2 separate regions of the Gossypium hirsutum genome follow, and region 2 is linked to region 1. Evidence: chromatin contacts called from public Hi-C data. All regions are on one chromosome and are shown on one strand. The core of a region is the stretch at or near the end of the contact, and the rest is flanking DNA. Distances in the headings are between cores, read along the strand shown. Region 1 holds the start of LOC107922203 (F-box protein SKIP28). Region 2 holds the start of LOC107922163 (phosphoglucomutase, cytoplasmic).

The links. A called contact is a pair of places that touch in the nucleus more often than the background predicts.
Region 2: a Hi-C map of leaf shows a contact between it and region 1, with 2.1 times the contacts expected there. The contact joins the promoter of LOC107922163 here to the promoter of LOC107922203 in region 1. A contact is called at or near these places in 2 of 34 Hi-C or Micro-C datasets (both in leaf).

What each region holds. Positions count from the first base shown.
Region 1 is chrD01:45,394,672-45,401,425 of Gossypium_hirsutum_v2.1, reverse strand. It overlaps LOC107922203 (F-box protein SKIP28), which reads left to right and starts at 2,398. Exons shown (of 4, transcript XM_016852097.2): 1 at 2,398-2,495; 2 at 2,573-2,892; 3 at 3,063-4,178; 4 at 4,404-5,022. The coding sequence starts at 3,828. The coding sequence ends at 5,003. It also overlaps the pseudogene LOC107922202.
Region 2 is chrD01:45,974,613-45,981,366 of Gossypium_hirsutum_v2.1, reverse strand. LOC107922163 (phosphoglucomutase, cytoplasmic) reads left to right here and starts at 3,591. Exons shown (of 18, transcript XM_016852050.2): 1 at 3,591-3,795; 2 at 3,896-3,990; 3 at 4,865-4,946; 4 at 6,493-6,548. The coding sequence starts at 3,913. It overlaps LOC107922164 (a long non-coding RNA gene), which reads right to left and starts at 3,495. Exons shown (of 2, transcript XR_001691195.2): 1 at 2,764-3,495; 2 at 2,280-2,618.

The DNA.
Region 1 (6,754 bases), core at 1,149-3,648:
ACAGGAACATATGTGGGAGAGTGAGAAGAGATTTGAACAATGGGAAGAACGGACGAAAATAAAAATCAACATTCATCAAACACAACATGATAAGAAACAACTAACTTGCCCTCTGGTGTGGGCAACCAATTACTAAGATGTACAGCACTGCAGAATGCATATCCCCAATACTTCATAGGTAGACTAGCCTGAGCCAAAAGTGTAAGACCAGTTTCCACAATGTGACTGTGTTTGTGCTCAGCAACACCATTTTGTTCTGACGTATGTGGACAAAAAAGACGATGAAGAATCCCAAGACTAACTAGAACTAAAGCAAAAGTACGAAACTCACCTCCCCAATCACTTTGAAATTTCTTAATAGTCTTTCCAAAATGAGTATTGACCATCTTCTGAAACTAAAGAAAACAGTTAATTGCTTGAGATTTACGTTTAATCAGATAAATCTAAGTAAACCGACTACACATGTCAATTAACAAAATGTAATACAGATTACTGCTACAATCAACAGAAGCTGGTCCCACAAATCAGAGACAACCAATTCAAACAACTCCATATATTCAGTGGTAGAGTGTGAGAAGGGCAACTTATGTTATTTCCCTTTTTGACAAGCAACAAAAACATTATCAAGGCATTTTTTATTCAAAACAATTTGACGCTTGTTAAGTACAAGTTTAACAACTTCAGCAGAAGGGTGACCAAGCCTTTTATACCTTAGTGAGAAAACATCATCATTATTCAATCGGCCACCTAGAACCCCAGTGTTATTAGTAGAAGGAATTGAATCAGAAGGAATAGATGAACCAGCTAAAAATTGGTATAAACCATCACGAACTCGGCCCCGCAGTACAATTACCTGTGTTTGGATGTCCTTAACAACACAATAAAAAGGGGTGAAATTCAAAAAATACATTGTTGTCGACAGCAAATTGAGAAACAGACATATGATTCTTTTGAATACTCGGCACACACAGAACATTAGAAAGGTGTAATAACTTCTTGTTTATTAGTAGAACAATATCCCCAACAGACGAATTTTTAATGGGAGCCCCATTTCCCATTAAAAGTGAAGAATTACCTATATATGGAGTAGCGGCATTCAAATCAGATGCATTTTGACAGACATGATGAATGACCCCTAAATCTGGATACCATGATGAGGTTCCTATCGGCATAGGAGTAGACGAGTTAGTATTACCAAAATCAGAATCATACTGTGTGGCATACGAAAATCAGACGCACGAAAATCAGGAATTCGTGGTAGGTAAACACACTGTGAGGAACCAAAATCAAAAACACGTACTCGTGGTTTAGTCTGCCACAGAACTTCAGAAGTATTATTGGGTATGGAACCTTCAACAAAATTAGCATTAGGCCCAAGTGAACGGGGCCCAAAATTTTAATTAGCATTGACCAACCCAAAATTTTGATTAGCATGGACTGACCCACTGGGCAGCCCATTATTTTGACCACTAATCGGCTCAAATTTCGATCCATTATTTTGGCCACTAACAAATTCAAAATTTTGGCCTGCACTTGGTCTAAACCACGGCCCACACAGATGCCCAAAATTCTGGCTTGCACTTGCTCTAAACCACGGCCCACATGAATGCCCATAATTCTGGCCTGCACTTAGTTCCACAAGATTCGGCCTATGCAGCACATCAGAAGGCCCAACAGATTGCTGACCCAAGACACGCCCAAACTCACCTTGCATATGACGTCCAGCAGCCACACCATAAAGATCAAATGGGCCATCATTAGACCCAAACCCAATTCCATACTCAGCCATATTAGGATGACGATAGAAAGAAGCAACCCTAGCTTACGGCGGCCAACGTTGATTTTGAAAACCCCCCAAAAGATTCTCTCCAGAACCCGAATCACCATAAACACCACCCTGTAGCTTTCGACCACCATATGCAGAGGAGGAAGCTCGCACCGTATTGGAAGCATTTGGACCACCATAAGTACGGTTAAAGCGATAGAAACAACACTGAGCCAAATGACCGAACCTACTGCAGATCTGACACTGCACTCTCAATCGGAAACCAAGGCCATGTGAACGCCCTTCATGCACATCGCGCGACGAACCTGAGTCAACCACCGCGGCAACCAAAGGTTGTTCAACAAGGTGGGCTTGCATCGGAACCTCACGCGCCACCTGCAACTGTCGACTCTCAAACTCCAAGAGAACGTCGACTAGACGCTGAAAAGGAAGCGTCTCCATCAAGAATGAGGCTAGGGTCAACACGATATCAAAGTCTACCGAAAGACCGGCCAAAACAACTTCTACCTTTTCGGCTTCTGACATTGTCGATCCAGAAGCTGCAAGTAACGCACAAACATTTTCTATCTTTGCAACATATTCTCTGACAGTTAATTCGCCCTTTTTTATAGAATGCAGATCATGCTTAACACGAGAGATTTTCGCACCAGTAGAAACTTCAAATAGCCGATTTACGGTGCTCCAAATTTCACACGCAGACTTAGCAAAGGTAAAATACGACAAAATCAATGAACTTATAGTGGAAAGAAGCCAAGATGCTAACAGTTTATCCTGTTAATTAAACAGAGATGCGTCTGGATTTGGAAGAAGCGTACTTTCTGAAGATGCAACAAATTGAGATGGAGCAGCCAATGTGCCCTCCAAGAACCCCTGCAGCTCATATCCCTCTATTATGAGTCGGATATGTTGCTGCCATTGAACAAAGCTCCTCTCCTCTAACTTTACCGTATCACGACGAGGGAAAGATTGAACCAAACGAGCACTTGAAAACGACGAACTCATAGGATCAGCAGAGTTAGAATCGGTTGACGGTGCCATCACGCGAATAATGGAAGCACTCGCCAGGATTAGGCGACTGATACCATTTAAGATACTACACAAAATAGGTATAAATAGAAAAATGAAGTATAGAAGAATTCTTTAGTCATATTATCTTGATCTTAAATGAATACACTGATGACGTTTTATACACATATGAGAACCAACTGCCTAATGAACTGGTTAATAGATTTTGTAACAACCTATCAAACTAACCATTTTAACAACTGTTTAACAGAGAGAAAGAGTTTATTTACTGAGGACATCCAATGCAAAAGTTATAGCAGGCGGTGTCGATGAATCACCGGTGGCTGAAAAAGGTCATTTTGTCATCTACACAGCAGATCAAAAGCGGCATCATGTGCCCTTGTCATATCTCAGCAACAACATATTTGTTGAACTCTTAAAGCTTTTCGGAGGAAGAGTTTGGTCTATCAAGTCATGGTCCTATAATGTTGCCCTGTGATTCGGCCTTGCTTGAATACATGATCTTCATTGTTGGACAAGGGTTGGATAGACACTAGGAGAAAGCTCTACTTAGGTCCATATCTCCAAGTTGCTACTCCCTTTGCACATCTTTCCATCAAGGACAGACAGGTCAACAGTGACTTGTTTGTGGATGGTGAAAAACTTACAGTTGAAAAATGTAAATGATTGAAACTACCATAGTGTAATTATAGAAGGTGTTTAACACAACAATCTTAAGATCAGATTATAATCCGTAACATTTGTTTTAGTTTAATGTTCCATTTTTTCTTAAAACTAACAAAAAAAAAACTTAGTTGTATGGTTGAATTTAAAGCTAGTCAACTATGGAGCAAATCCTTAGAGGGCAAGAAAAATGGAATACATATTTTGACAAACTCACAATTGAACCCCTTCTTCCCTCCTGTCAACATCTTCATTTTACTTCTCCTTTAGTTTAGGGCATATTTTGGTCGCTTATTTGTTAAGGATTTATATTCTCTATATATAATCTAGACAGTTCTTTCATCAAAACAATATGGAGATTGCAAAGAGCATGGAACTTGCAACCCGTTCACATAAACGATCCAGTTTTGCAGGGCCACCCCATGAGGCTTTGTTTCTTGTCTTGGCCTACCTTCCATTATTTGAACTTCTGTCCATGAGTGAAGTTTGCAGGTCACTGAGAGATGCAGTGGAAAAGGATGTACTCCCATGGCTAAACGTCATCGTTGAAAGGCCTTTGAGCTTGAGGTTGTCAGATGAGATTCTGATGAAAATTGCTTCAAAGGCAAATGGTAGGCTAAGAACCTTGGTTCTCATGTACTGTGCCAAAATTACAGATGATGGGCTTCAAAGGGTACTCGACCAAAACCCTCTTATCAGTAAGGTACGAATTTTTTTATTATTTCTTTTCCAAATATACTTCCTTTTAGGATATGGAATGGATAAGATTTCAATGGCAGGGTTTCGTTTTCCTCTATCTTATATATGTGTGGATCAAAAACAACCACACTCAACTCTAAATTATGATCTTCTTTTCTGTGCAGTAAATACAACTTGTGTAATTAAGACATTAATATAAACTAAGAAGTTGTTTTATATGTTGATTCAGCTTCACATACCAGGTTGCACTGGCTTAACCCCTGATGGAGTAATAAGAGCTCTGCAGAAGCTATCCGAATGCCAAGATGGCCTAAAAAGCCTTTGGATAAACGGCATTGCCAACATGAAGAAAGAACACCTCGAAAGGCTTCAATTTTACCTCCAAACAAACCAAAAACTGCCGCAGATTCAGCAAACGAGACAGCCTCTCTTATATCATAATTACAGAAGGTTGCGAGCATATAGATGGGAAGAACTTGGGAGAGTCATTGATGTGGAACTTTGTCCCAAATGCAATGAAGTAAGGGTTGTATTTGATTGTCCTAGAGAGGAATGCAAAAGGAAGAGAGAAAATTCAATGACTGGATGTAGGATGTGCATTTTCTGCATTCCAAGGTGTGAAGAATGTGGCGAGTGTGTCGAAAATGGAGACTTGGAAGAAACCGTTTGTGCTGATACTCTTTGCCTACATTGTTGGATTCAGCTTCCCAAATGCAATTTCTGTAATAAGCCATGCTGTACTCAACATGCCAACATGCAGATAGCTTCAACGGGTTCAATAGGGTGGATTTGTAGTGTTTGCCATGATAAGTCTGATGATTTTGAATAAATTTGAGAGATTATTCGAACATGAGATATATGCACTTGAACCAATTACAATCAAATGAACCTCACAAGATAACCTTGATGAAATAAATATCAATGGACACTTTCAAATTTAAGTTTAAAGAATAAGATAGCTACACATCAAAAATCTTGAATAATCTCATAGTTGGTTTGTACAGACTCCAATGACAACGAACCAAATCAATCTAAACACTACTTGCTATCCATATGTTCAGTTAAATTTTCCACCCTTCGACTCGACTCCAATAGGAGAAACAAAATTGGGTTTGCTGCAAGTATTCCAACAGAGATGGAATCGAATTTTCAGAAACGATTGAATGTTGTTAAAACCAAAGGGTAAAGTACAAACAAGTTCTACAAGAAAACAGCAGTCATAAGGAAAGCGCCTATTATCACGGAGGTTGTGAACGAACAACTCCCGTAGAAATATTGTGTTGGGCAGCCTAAACTCGTGTCATTCGACGAAGGGGCCAGTGATGTACCGTTAGTGATGGTGCCGTTTTTTCCTAAACTACAGACAAAAACAAAGTCATACGATCATCAGATTTCATTAAAGCCATTGTATGTTCATCATAATATAGCTTGAACTAGAAATAATTAGGAGCATACCTTCCAGGAAATATGCATGAACCGTGACCTGCACCAATCAAAGGTCACCAATCAATAACGTTCGTAAGTCAATATCTCAAAAACACCAAATCATCAGCAGGTAACAATGATTATCAAAATACCAGTGAGTAAACCATAAAATGAAAAACTACAACATCTAATCTCCTATTCTATAAGAACAAATCTTATAGTCACATACTTGGATCAGTTGTACTGATGGTAGCCACCCCCTTGAAATCACAGGTTCCAGTAGACTTGCCCATCTGTTGGAAGTATGCATTGAAAGCATAAGTTGAGTGGGAAACCACATTATCGGGCTCATAACATGGTTGCCCCAGCAACAAAGGTGAGCAATCAACTTTCCCAGGTCCACAAGCCCAATCAAGAGCTGCTTGTAACATCTTCGGATCAGCACCATCCTTTGCAACACAAAAAGTTTGGTTTGTAGTGTCATTTGCAAAAACAGTACCAGCAGCTGTCAGGTGTAAAATATAAACTGGTGTTCCATTGGCATCAAATAGCCCCCAGTTCTTTTCCGAGAGTGGCGAAGGTCTCAAATCCTCATTGTAAAGCTCATAAATGTAAGTACTAACTGTGATCCCAGGGTGTTTAGGAGTCCCAGTGTTGTTAATTACATGCTTGATCAAGTTACTGTTGTATGTATTAGCATTGTCAACCGTAGCATCAGGCTCAGATGAATCACCCTTAGAAGGCCAACCAGACTCGGTGACTACAATCGGAACATTGGTGATGTTTAAGTATGACATTGAAAAATATGCTGCATCAACAATAGCATCAAAGACATTAGTGTAATGCAGGAGTGTGTTAGCATCCACAGCTTCTTTGTTTGGAGGGAGGGGCCGGAAAAGAGCATAGTCCAACGGGATCACGTTATTTGATTGCATATAATCATAATACGGAAATACATTCAGCATAAGGTACGACCCAGTAGACTGCAAAAACTTCAGCAATGGAACCATTACAGGATCCCATGAACGATTAAAGAAGGCTTGAGAAGGTGGAAAAGAGTCCAGAATAATTGAAGATGAATGTGGCGTAGAGACTTTGATTTGACTGTCAAGATTTGAAGCAACAAGGGCAGAGTGGATGAGCTTTAAGGCAGAA
Region 2 (6,754 bases), core at 2,342-4,841, 580 kb before region 1:
GAAAAAACTTTAATTGTCTTTTATACCAACTCTGTAAAAAATTTAATTTAATATTTACGAACCCAATTTATGATAATAGGGTTCCAAAACCGGCTTTTTTGACACTATTAAAAATCGGGTAGTTACAGAGTTGGTGTCCGATTGACTCATGATACCAACTCAGTCAAGAATTTAATAATAGTAAGTATATATATATTTGACAAATGATTAATGTGATTTTCATTTTAAAAATTCTTTAATATCAATACTATTTATTATTAAAAATATTAAAAATAATTATATTTAAAATTATTTATTATTAAATATTTTCAATTAAATCTAAAAAATTACTAGGTTTTATTTAAATTACTAATTTATATGCATACATTTAAACATAAAAAAGAATATTTATATTTTAATGTTATGTTTATAATTTCACCTCTCTATATATTTTATTAAAATATATTTATCTTCTACCATCTTTATTTATATATACAAAATATAGTTAAAATATTATAAAAATATATTGTATTTCAAATAATTATATATATATTAAACCCTTGAATGGGAACTAGTTTTAAATATACATAGAGGTGTTCAAACAGTTAAACAATCGGTTAACCGAATCGAACTACCATTAACTAAATTAGCCAAACTTTTTAATCCTTTAACCGTTAGCCGAACCAAAATTTTTTCAAAAAAAGTTAACCAAACCGAAATATTTCGGTTAATTTGGTTGGTTAACTGAATTAATTGAATTTTTTCCAGAGCATTTTATTTATCTTCTAACTTGGCAAAGTTTGTTTATCATTTTTTTCAATGTTTTGAATGTATTTTAGATAATATTATGCATTTCTTTCAATACATTATAGTATGAAATCAACATTGGATTATTATTATCATTAGAACTGGGAATGCATCCAAAGTGAATGTAAAGTTTCGATTTGTATTTCAGGTGCATGGTCAATAACTTGCTGATGTGAAAAATCCAAGAATTGCAAAACAAGGAAGCAGCAGAGCAAAGAAGCAGCAGATATGGTCTAACCTTTCTACTAAATTACATTCACAAACACATGTTGAGAACAAAGAAGCAACAACAAAATTGCAGAAATATCGAAGAATGAAAAATTTTTCATAAAAAAGTAGAAGAAAAATCCATTTCAGTAAAAAAAATACCTGAAAAAAATTCAAGGTGAGTGTCGGACGATGGTGAGTGAAGGGATTTTGAGAAATTTTCTATTAGGGATTTTGGGTGAAACCGAAATTGATGGCAGACGAACGTCAAGCGATGATGGTGACGTGGTGTATGCCGAATGGTGTGACTGGTGGACGTCGGATGGTGGTGACTAACAGTGGGGATTTTGAGACTTTGGAGATTTTAAATTAGGGATTTTCTATTAGGGTTAGGGATTTTTGAATCTGTGAGATTTTGGGATCTAGTGGTCGATGTATTACCGTGTGCATTATTTTTAGGTTTAGGAGGAATTAAAATTTTATATTTGGGGCTTGGGTTAGTGTTTGAGTTTATTTTTAGTTGATTGGATTTATTTGAAAGTGGGTTAATGTTTGGGGCCTAGGTCTGGATGGGTAGTGGCCAGCTGGTTAATATATAATATTAATTATTAATTTTAGTTAATTAATTGATTTTGAACCGAATTAACTGTTAACTGAACTTTTAAACAATTATTAATTTACTTCTATACCGAATTAGATCAATTAATCAACCGATTAATTGAATTAGTTTGATTTAATCGGTTAAATTGGTTTTAACGACACACTCCTAATTATACATGCTTAACGAATAGATTTCTCATATCAAATTCCTATAAAATTTAGACGTAAGTGAATTGTGGAGTAGAGGTGCTCATGGGCCGGGCCAGGCCGGGCTGGGTTCGGAGTCGGGCCCAGTGAAAATTTTTGGCCCGGGCCCGGCCCGAACCAAAATATGGGCCTAAAATTTTGCCCAGGCCCGACCCAAGAAAAAATCATAAGCCCAGCCCAGCCCAGCCCGGCCCATTTTTTAATAAATACCAAAAATTTTAAAAAAGTATTTTAAAAATATTTTAAAATTAAAAAAATAAAAAAAAGTAGAAAGAAGCAATGTAAGTCATTCAGTGGAAACGAATATAGACTGCAATTTGCATTTTGTAGCACCAGACGAAATAAAAATCACTAAAATTAATATTCTTAAAATTTTGAAATTATCCCTAATACACAACCAATATAACCAAACTTTTAAATACAGAAAAGATCACAGTCCATCATAGCATCAACTTTTAGCGAGATCAGCAAGGAATATGTATACACGATAAAAGAGATATTCATTCCTTTTATCTTTGAAACCCTTCTCTTCAACTAAATAACAATACTAGATAAGTTGTTCTTTAAGTATAACAAATGAATTCCATATATTGCAAAAAACTGTTACATTTATTGCAAAAATTTTTGAACTCAAACAAAGCAAGAGAAATACAAAAATAAATAACTGGTTTGCCAATTAAAGTGAAAAAATAAAAGAAAATCAAATACTACACCTCGTTTAATTTTTCTAACGTGGTTAGAGCATTTGTTTCCTGCTTAGGTTTCCTGAACAGTCGATTAAACATGATGAACTCTTTGAGATCAAAATCCCCGATCACCTGTTCAACAACAATCACCAAAACGATAAGATCAGATCAAAACAAACATAATAAAACAATCAATAAATCACTCATAACAGGAAATTGAAACAAAAGAATCAATAAAAAGTAAAGAATATTACAAAAAAGGGGGAAATGTTCTAACCTGTAAAACTTGAGATTTTAGAGATTTGAGGGATTTACTATTGATTTACTAGTCACATCTAACTCTTAACGACAAACTGGGCATCTTTTATGTGATTCAAGCCAATGATCAATGCATTCTTGGTGGAAAACATGGCAACAAATAGTTAAAAATCGAAGCATGTCACCGTCACTAAACTCAGCAATAAAGAGCGGCCTTCTCTTAAGTACATGATTAAAATGTAAAGCTCGAAAATTTCAATTGAAATGAAAACTAAAGTGAAGAAGAATCGAAGCATGTTACCTTGAACTTGTTGATTTGAAGGGTTTGGGTCGGAAGTTGCAGAAGAATCGAACTGAAGAGAACAACAACGCCACCTAGTAAAATGATTAAATTTTGGTCAAATTCTGCTAGAGTTGTAGAGGTGGAGTCATGGAGGACCGAACACTGAAGGTGAGATGGTGGATCGGTGGAGGTGAGTTTTCGATTTGGGGGAAAAAAAGGGCGGAGGGAAGGGATTAGGGATTTGTATCTGAAGTCTAAACGGGGTCAGGAAAATAAGGAGGGGAAATGGGAAATGTAAAATGTAAATGTAATAATAAATTAAAAAATATATATTTAATATATTTTCGGGCCGAACCGGGCCAAAAAAATTTTGTCCGAGGTCCAGCCTGTTTTTTAAACGGGTTTTTTTTTCTACCCAAACCCATATTTTGGGCCTATATTTTTACCTAAATCCTCCTAAATTTTAGGTGGGCTATCGGGCTGAGCCGGGCCGGGCCGCCCGGCCCATGAGCAGCTCTATTGTGGAGTAAAAAAGTTTGAAGTAGATCTCCTTTATTCATCCCAAACAAGGGAGAATACGTGAGGTTTCAAATCGCCCCCTGTCTAATCTCATCCTGGCCTCAATCTTCACCGTTCGCGTTTCTTTCACTTCATATCAAAAAAGAAAAAGAAACAATATATTATTAAAAAGAAGGTAATACGGGTCACTTCCTCACTTTGCCAGCTTATTCTCAAAACTAACGCATTTCAATTTGATCTCCCCAACGAGTGAGCTCTCTCTCTCTCTCTTTTCATTTTTTTTAATATTTACATATTTATTTATCAAGAGTTAAGAGATTCGCATTGATTGAATTGTGTTGCATGGCAGTCGTAGAAAGCAAAGAAATGGTGTTCAAGGTTTCCAAAGTCTCGACGACGCCGATCGACGGCCAGAAGCCTGGAACTTCTGGCCTCCGTAAGAAGGTTCCTTTTGCTTCTTAATCGTCCTTCTTCATTTCCTTCTTCATTTCCTTTACTTTGATCGTTATACGATATCTCGATCTTCTGTTATATCACTCCAATTTAATTTTAGATCAATTTAATCCGTTTGATTGATGCCTGCTGCAAGGTCTTCTCGTTGAATTAGATGATCTCGTAAACTATATATTGAACTTCATTTTCATAGATTAAGATTTACTTCTATAACATGTAACCGAAGAGAGACATGGATATTATCATTTTCGGTGCTGATCTATTTGCTATTTGAAGTTTTAACTTAATTATGATCTATTTTCCTTTTCTTTTCTATTCTGGATCTGAATCAAGTTCATTCATTATTTAAATTTAGTTCTTTGTTTTTTTTTTTTTTTGAGGTAAAATTTTAATGCTTGATTCCATTTCAGCTCATAGTTTCTCATGAATCTAATAACTATATTTATATGGTTTCTGGTGGTTTGTTTTATATTTAGATCGTATTTCTATATTTAAATGATTATATAATTCCTAATTGTTGATGTTTTGGATGCCTGTTGCCCGTTATGGGTTTTAATTTTTAATACTCTGGAACTGATGCTAAAAAATTAATACTACTTAATAGTTCTTCAGGTCTTACTTATATTGTTTGACCAGTATTCTGTACAGTGTTCTTACGCATGATAGGTAATTAGATTAATAGTTTCCTTCATTGTCGAAGTCCATTTTTTACATGTTGCTAAAATCCGTGTCAAAGTTCAGGTTATTTGCAACTTGAGTGATATGGAACATAAACAGTTTTCTATATTTTCTTACAATATGCCTCTGCATATTGATTTACATGTTTTTCTTTTAATTGTATACTGTGGTGTTTTGACCTGTCCAGGTGAAAGTTTTCATTCAGCCTCATTATTTGCAAAATTTCGTTCAGTCAACATTCAATGCCCTTACACCAGAAAAAGTTAGAGGTAAGGGTTTTTGTTGATGCTATGCCTTTTTGTATGCTAAATGTACTTGGTAATTTTTACTTTTTAATATTTAGAGGCATAATGTGGCTCTTTAACTATGCTCTTAAAATCTTGGAACTAAGGATTCACTTTACGTACATCCATTTATGTGAGGCTTGCTTAGATTGTGTGCTTTGTTATATTAGGGAAACTCTTATGAAAAGGATGTATCTGCCCTAATTGTACTTGGGATATATGCACAATTCTTTGGGTAGTTCAACAAAATGTTCTAGTTTTATCTTGAAAGATATTTAGTTCATGTCATCCAGAGACAATAGTCTGGTCATATCATTTGCTTGATTTTATTTTGGTCTTTTTGTCTTCAAAGTACTTGGGATATATTATATTTTCTTGAATGTTTTAACTGTTGCAGTCCGTATCAGTATAGCCTTATATTGGACAGGAATCCTGGGGGACCCTGGGGATCCTTAAATTCTTTTTCACTTTTTCTGATTTTTTTAAGCCATTTTGGACACTTGACTTTTATCTTTCTGAAGAAATTTTAGAAAAGTAATAGAGGGAAGAAGGGAGGGGAGCTACTGGACCCTGCTGATACCTAGGTATATGTGATCAAAGGTGCATAGTGCTAAAGCTGCTAGGACCCTTGTATTGCCTAAGGAGCATAGTGCTAGTTTTAGGAATATATATAACAGACAGCACTGCATGGCTGAATGTATTAAAATTACCAAGTCTTAACGAAAATTATTCTAAAATTTCATCTCAAACATTAGGTTATGAACTGACAATATAACCACTTGCAGAAAACTCTTCTAGTTTTTATATTCTTAATTTTGTTTTTATCATGAAGAAAACAAAGGGAATTTTCCTTTGTGAGCCTTGATAAAGCTGCCTCACCTTGTTTGGAACAAGGCTTTTGCCAAAATTTTCCTTCACCTCTCTTGCTAGGGATGCTTCTTGACTACATTGGTTTAGGTGGCTATACCACACCCAATAGTAGAGTTATACTATCAATCTTGAAACTAATAGATGCATACTTCTTGTTTACGAATATTTTTCTATACGTAAAAAAAGAAGGGCACCATGGCTCAGATTTAAGACTTTTATCCTAACCCCTTTTAAGAGCACCACAGCTCAGATTTAAGATATTTACCTCCACACCTGATAAGAACACCAAGAATATTGGTATTTTTAAGTGTACAGACAGCTATGGTGTATTTCTGTATTGCCTGCTAATTCAATTTCTAGCATTAGAGGCCTCATCTAATGCTATGATAACATGCAGTTTTAGTTTGTTGGCATGATTATTGTAGAGTATATTCAACTCAATTTCTTTAGTTCTTCACCAGCTCTTTTGGTAATTTATTACTTTATTGGGAAGAAGTCGTTTCTTATCTTGAGAGATGATTTTGAATCATCTAAAGAAAAAAAATTATGTTAGGAATTCATTTTTGTTTTGTTTCATTTCATTGGTGACATTTCTTTTTCTTGATGACCTACATTCAATGGATTACAATGGCTTTCCTCTTATGTCTGTTCATGGTTATAGGTGCTACACTTGTTGTTTCTGGTGACGGTCGTTATTTTTCAAAGGATGCTATTCAGGTACTTCAACTTTGAACCTAAATGGTTGCCATAAAACTGTACCATCTTAGGAGAGAAAAAACATTTGTTGCTATTTTGTTAAACGGGTGCTCTTTGAAATTTTTGTTCTGTCAATGGCAAATAATTGTTCTTTATATGGACTTCTGTAGTGTACTTTGGTCATTTAAGAGATTCAGGCTTCAACTTACGAATGAATTTGTGGCGGC